Linked DNA regions of Mus musculus: region 1 is linked to region 2. A link is a contact called in public Hi-C data. All regions are on one chromosome and are shown on one strand. The core of a region is the stretch at or near the end of the contact, and the rest is flanking DNA. Distances in the headings are between cores, read along the strand shown.

Region 1 (3,162 bases), core at 592-3,091, 390 kb before region 2:
TTATTCCAGAAGCTTTCTCAGAAACCTTTCGACCTACAGAATTTGTGGTTAAGAGTGCCACCGAAAAGCAACACAACATAAACCATCCAAAGAGAGAAAGCTGAAAGCTGAAAGCCCTTCTAGGCCAATTTCAGAGCAGCAGATCTGCGAATCCACCCATCCTGAGCCTGGCAGCCCCTCACTCACCAGCTCCTGGAGACGAAGGCTCGAACACACTGGAGGAGTCGCTGTAGGTGTTGGAAGCTTGCTCTGAAAGCTTCTTCTTACCACTTCCCTCTGACGACTTGTGCGACTTCTTCTTGTTTTTCACCAAGATTTTATACATTAAATCCATAGGGCTTGGAAGAGGTACCCCAGATTCCAGCTATTTAAAAGAAAGCACAGCCTTTAAAAATACTGTCCTTCCTTCCAGGCACCTCTCTAATCCCACTGCTTTGGATAGCACAGCCTCTAGATTGGCATCTACTATATTCAGCATAGTTCACGAAAGCATTCTAATTGTGCCCTGCATTTGTTTTAAATAAAAGATGCTTTTAAATGACCTAACTCATTTTCTACAATGAAACTACAAAAAAAAAAAAAAATGAGGCCACGGAAATGTACAGGTAGATTTAATGGTCTGACCTTGGACTCTCAGGCATTTTCTGACGGGCCCTGCAAGTCCAATCATTTTACTGCAGATACATAAATCATCTCTGACCTGAGTCTTTGGGAAAAGGCCAAACATTGGACAGAAAGAATTGTTGAAGTTGGGTAAAAGTTTCCAAATAAGTCACTGTTTCAGACAAAGCGTTAGGGGCAGCAACATCTTGTGTTGGTTTCGGGTGGGCTTTTAGCATCAGCCAAATCAGACATAATTTCAGATTTTCCTCTTGCCCCTAGATCTGAGCTGTCTTACTGAGCCTTACTTCACTGTTGCAAGTTTGTCCATATACTGGGAAATCAACTTCCCATGAGAAGGTTATAAGTTACTGTATCAGGGAGCATGTGCAAGACACAAGACAGGCTTATTTTTAGAGAGGCCTTTGAAGTCCCACAAGCTGGCCCTCTATCCTTTGCTTGCCATGAGTCTGGGGACCAGTATGAACTCACTTGAAAATATGCAGATACTGGGCCAAAGTGTCCAGGAAGAAGAGGCTTCTTTAGGTTCTGGCTGCTCTTTGCCTTTATGAACAGGGATGGGGCTGCTACCCATCCACTGGGCAGGGTCCTCTTACTCAGGAGTCCCAGGGAGATGAAGAGAAGATCTTCCCTTGTTCTAAGCTGGGCCCCCTGAGGACCTGAGCCTGGGACCTGGAGTTCGTATGCTCCATGTCTTATATAGCTTCAAGCACAGAGAGCCAGGCTTCTACTGCTCTAGGCTTAAGAAGCTAAAGATGTATGGTGACATGGTGACAGGCTTTCAGTCTGAGCTTTAGCCACCAGTAGTCTGGAACTGGGCAGCTGTCATGATCCTCTGCTTCCTGCAGCAGTGATCAGCAGCAAGGCACTATTGCCTGCTTGTGCTCTATCTCCTGAAAGAGCTTAGGGTGTAAGGACCCAGAGCACCTAAAATCCTAGTATTATAGGTCTCGATCCTGGGAACTTAAGGCTTAGCTTTCTTTGTAACGATTTCTATTAAATACGGCCCAGTTTCCCTTCCCTGTTCTTTACAGTTCATTATTCGTCCAGCACCTTTGTTCCTCACCTTGGTCACTCTTTGGAATCCCAGTGTCATCTGGTGCTACTCTGCTGCTGCTCCTACCAGCTCCTCTTCCTATCCCCAGTTCAGCCTTAAGAGAACAGCAGGCTAGAGAATTGTCTTATGGACTGCTCATGCTGCAACACCAGGGGGCAGCACTGAAGGCCATCTCTCTGTGGAGTCACAGTTAAACAGCTTGCTTCCATTCTACAGTGGTGAAGGGGGCGTGGCAGGTGTGTCCGAAACCCATTGCATTGCAGAATTCCCCACACCAATTAAGTACTGTGCTTGCGCTAACCACAAATTTCTGCTGGGCCACCAGGAACTGTGCTCCCCTCTGCCGTGGGTGAATATGGCTGTTCAGAGGTCGCTGAGGCTGGTGATGGCGAGAAGTCTGGTGCCTGCTGTTTAACACAGAGGTAGCGAGAATCGTTTTGCTTTGGCAGCAAGAAGCTGCAGTTTCAGCACAGCTCCCTCAAGGCAGGCATATAATGCTCAGGGCTGTCAGGCTGCCATAAGGGCAGGCCAGCTGGCTGCTAACGAGGGGCTACTTGGCCGACAATCCTCTGTTCAAGCAGCCAGACACCCTGGGCAGGGCTCACAACTGTCCATTAGGGAATCAGATTTACTCAGCTCCCCAATATCTTGTTTAAAGGAAAAATAAGCAATAAGAGAGAGGCTTAAATAGTATTTAGTGACTATTTATTCTTTGCTGGATACCCATGGGGAGAGTTGGGGCATTTCATCGGTTCATGGATGCAACTGAAGTTGAGTGTTTTCTCAAAGGTAAATGTAGGTGGTGGACAGCAGGTGGCAGAAACAGGCTTAGGAACCAGTATTGCCACATTTTGCATTCACTTCCAAAGGGTGTGACAAAGATCCATTGGGGGGTGGGGGGAGATGGTGGTATTTACAGAGTGCTATCTCCTCTTGGACTGTCTTTTATGAGCTGACTCTCACTGCTGAGGACTTTGTAATCTTGACTGACAACTGAAACATTCTCTCCTAGAGGGAAAGAGGGAGGCTGATGATGTTCCGGAAGTAAGGGAAGTCAACAAATCTCACACACTCAGGAAGTTCCTGAAACCTACAAGCTTCTCAAGGCCTCTTTCCCTAATTATACCAGCAGTATGGACTGCTTGGGGTGGGGTGGGGTGGGGTGTGAATCGGGAGAGGACTGTTCAACCGGTCTAGCTGCTGACTTGTCAGGCAGGGAGCACCAGGGATATAGCATCCATGAGTTGATGCCCATGCTGAAGTGGGCTTTTGGATTATGTAGTTACCTTTGAGTTATTCACACCACTGTCAACAACCTTTCATCCATATTCCTATAAGTAACTCCCTGGTACCAAATTAGACTTTGGTGGAATTACTACTTTGGCTTGTCCTCAGTAACTTATTTGGGGGTTAATAGACATTTGTTCACAAACACTAATGGTGTCACTTTAAGCAGAGGAGGGATAAGGCTGGATAAAGAAAAG
Region 2 (2,950 bases), core at 102-2,601:
CGGATAAGAGAACCCGCAGAATTAGACACTCTGACAGTGAGGCCAGTGATTTTGTTTAACAAGCTCTCTAAGAGAATCTGACACAGCCTCGAATATGAAAATTGTGTTTTCAAAGCATTTCGGTGTATTAGTTTTCTCCAAACCCTTAAATCTCCATCCACTCAACATTTCTCCCACTTTGAAACTCTCCAGTTGTTAAAAGGACTTGCATGTCACAGTTACCCAGTGTCTGCTTGCCCTTTGACTTCTCTCCTTCATTTATTTAATACTTACTAAGACCTACTATGTGCTAAACACATCACTGAAAGTAAACAAGGATCTTTTTCTTCCTGGGTTTATGTACTCTGTGTGTGTGTGTGTGTGTGTGTGTGTGTGTGTGTGTGTGTGTGTGTGTCTGTGTGTGTGTGTGTGTCTGTGTCTGTGTCTGTGTGTGTATGGGAGAAGCAGTGGATGTAGACAGAGAGTAAACATGGGTATTGTGACATATAACATGCTAGCAAATCACATAACATAAGACATAGAAAAGGGGAGGGAAAAGAGAGTGCTTATGTCCCCAGCAGGGCCTGGGGCCAATGAGCTGCCTTCATCCTCCCAACAAGACCAATGTGGGGAGGAAAACAGAAACTCCATTTCCCTGGTCCTAAGAGTTCATTAGTAGCTTCCAATCTCTTTCTTTCCCTCAAACTTTGTTATCTTCATGTAATCACAGCTATGGTTTTTAAGAACCTTGGGGAGATAGATACACTGTGAGGCAAAGATCTGTACAAAGGCATTTGTTAGGGGATAAATGTGAGATCAGTTAGAAAGGAATGGAAGGAAAATAAAGGCAATGGAGAAATAAAAAAAGAGAAGGAATGTGAGGGGAATAGAGAAAAAGAGGAGGGCTAGGAAGGGGAGGGTAGAAATGGGAAGAGGAAAAGGGGGAGGGAGGCTAAAGAGGAGAGGGGGAAGGGAAGTGAAAAAACGAGAAAAAGAAGTGAGATTATAATACAGTCACTGAAAATGTACCTGCCACCCTCTTAGGAGCTCTGAGCTGACATGGTTCTTCCTAAAGAAGGTTGAGCCCCAAGTCAATACTCATTATGTCAATTTCTACAGCGGAGTATCCAATATGAGTTAGTGTTCCAATACCTAGCACCTTACAAAACCAACTAACTTAATAAGGGCATTGAAAAAAGAACACAAACCCCAAATGTCTTGTTTTTTTTTTAAATATATTTTTCCATTTGAGACAATTGAGTAATAAAACTTTGGCCCAAATGTCCATAAAACGCTAATCCACAGCTCAAGTGCCTTGTAGAATTAGCAGTATTGAAACGTAAGTCTTTGCAGGAGAGTGTTAGTTCTGCCAGATATCAACAAAGTGTACAAGTTCTTACTCAAGGCAGGTGAAACTGCCAAGATTATAATTGCTTGAAACTGTAAGTAGGCAAAGAAATTAATGTTGCTGAATAGCGTTCCCCGAGAGCTGGCAAATTTACTCGAGACTGGATATCATCTGGAAAGCAGGAGAAAAAACTCCATGCAATATGGTTAGCTTTTCCTGAAACCCCTGAGTGGTCATGGCTAACATGGTAAATATTTAATTCCATCACTTGCAGTTAGCCTTTGCCCTCAGTGTTTCACTTTAACAGCTCAGAGAGTTTAGGCAAACATTCAGACTCCCTTTGCCTGCCTGGTGTTCTTGCAGGCTTAGCAGGCTGCCTTGGTCCAGAATCAGAGGAAACAGGGTAAGCAAGACTTGGAGACAAGAAATTTAATGGGAGTGGAAAAGGACAAAATAAGAGCTGAACATGACCTTCAAGGATAAGAAGGATTCCACACACCCCTTTTTGTTATATGAGAGACTACAGTCTGAAACAGAAAAGGGGGAGCTTATATCTAATGACTCTGGGAAGAGGGAGATATTTCTTTCTCTTTGAAGAAGAAATCCAGTGCCCTGACAAATGTTCTTAGCCTGTCAATAACCCGAGTTTGCCTGATAGACCTTCTGGTTTCCAGGATAATTTTCTCCAGTTGAATGTCATGATCAGCAAGGTACGGTGACTCTTTAGTATTTAGGCGAAACGAGTTCTGAGAGTTTCTCATTAGGCTGGGACACAAGAGACCTGCAGGAGCATTGGAAGCAGTGAAGCAACAGTTACACTGGCCATCCGGAAGAGCATCCCGGAGCCCAGCACATGATATGAGCCATCCATCCCTGAGCTAGTTGGTACATCTTGGGACAGCTGCTATATAGCACATTTTTCAAAGACATAAACGGCACTGGTCTCTGCTGTTGCATTTTCTGATCCGAAAAAAATGTGTTGCATTCTGCTTTAAAGAAAAGTCATGCTGGAGTAGAGGTTAAGCACCCTCTCAAACACTTCAAAATTCTACAAAGAGCAAGGGTCACCTCCAAATCACTGTACCTTGTCCACAGAAGGCACCAACTAAGCAGCGAACTGGCACTGTGGGTATAGATCAGGGACTCACGTTCCTCCTGAGGGCACAATCCAATCCCTCATTTGTAATTATGTGTTTCTGCCAAGAATACAATATAGATTAATCACAGACTTAGGGCATCAACTAGATCATCAGCTAGTGGCCTTAGAATTTGACTGTCTTCAGCTCCCTAGCCAAGTATAAGTGGCAACTGAGAAAAACCTAGGTCCTGCTAAGAGCAAACAGTGACTCTAGAGTCATAGAAATATTTGCTTATTACCCGAGGTCCTTTCAAATCATCAAGCCAGCCAGCATCTGAGAAGTGACATGTGCATTTAATAGAGATTAAACCTAGCCTCACACTGAGAAACAAGATCTATCAACTGTCACTCAATCAAACACAGTTAAGTACGTCTCTCCTCTCATTTCTAAAAAGGAAGATAGATCACAGTGAAATTCAAATGGTACGCTTTCTAACTCAATCAAGCTCCCACTGATTGCAGAAAACTATAAATGAATGCAATGC

What was found. Hi-C and Micro-C count contacts between places; a contact is called where the count stands out from the background.
Region 1: a Hi-C map of 3T3-L1-derived adipocytes shows a contact between it and region 2, with 5 times the contacts expected there. The contact joins two enhancer-like sites. A contact is called at or near these places in 1 of 39 promoter capture datasets (hippocampal neurons), 10 of 484 Hi-C or Micro-C datasets (3T3-L1-derived adipocytes, cerebellar granule neurons, cerebellum and 6 more) and 1 of 115 datasets of contacts at active chromatin or transcription factors (forebrain).

Annotation. Positions count from the first base shown.
Region 1 is chr2:135,322,825-135,325,986 of GRCm38.p6, reverse strand. Plcb1 (phospholipase C, beta 1) reads right to left here. Exons shown (of 32, transcript NM_001145830.1): 14 at 187-364. Among named protein-coding and RNA genes, the nearest start is that of 4930545L23Rik, 110 kb to the right of the region's middle. Within about 2 kb of position 1,841, at least 32 of the 459 cell types and tissues checked have an H3K27ac peak or open chromatin away from gene starts, as enhancers often do. A contact at or near this core is called in 3T3-L1-derived adipocytes, where this site is marked.
Region 2 is chr2:134,930,637-134,933,586 of GRCm38.p6, reverse strand. All of the region lies in intron 2 of Plcb1 (phospholipase C, beta 1), which reads right to left. It overlaps Gm39941 (a long non-coding RNA gene), which reads right to left. Exons shown (of 2, transcript XR_866761.2): 2 at 1-2,523. Among named protein-coding and RNA genes, the nearest start is that of Gm39941, 15 kb to the right of the region's middle. Within about 2 kb of position 1,351, at least 11 of the 459 cell types and tissues checked have an H3K27ac peak or open chromatin away from gene starts, as enhancers often do. A contact at or near this core is called in 3T3-L1-derived adipocytes, where this site is marked.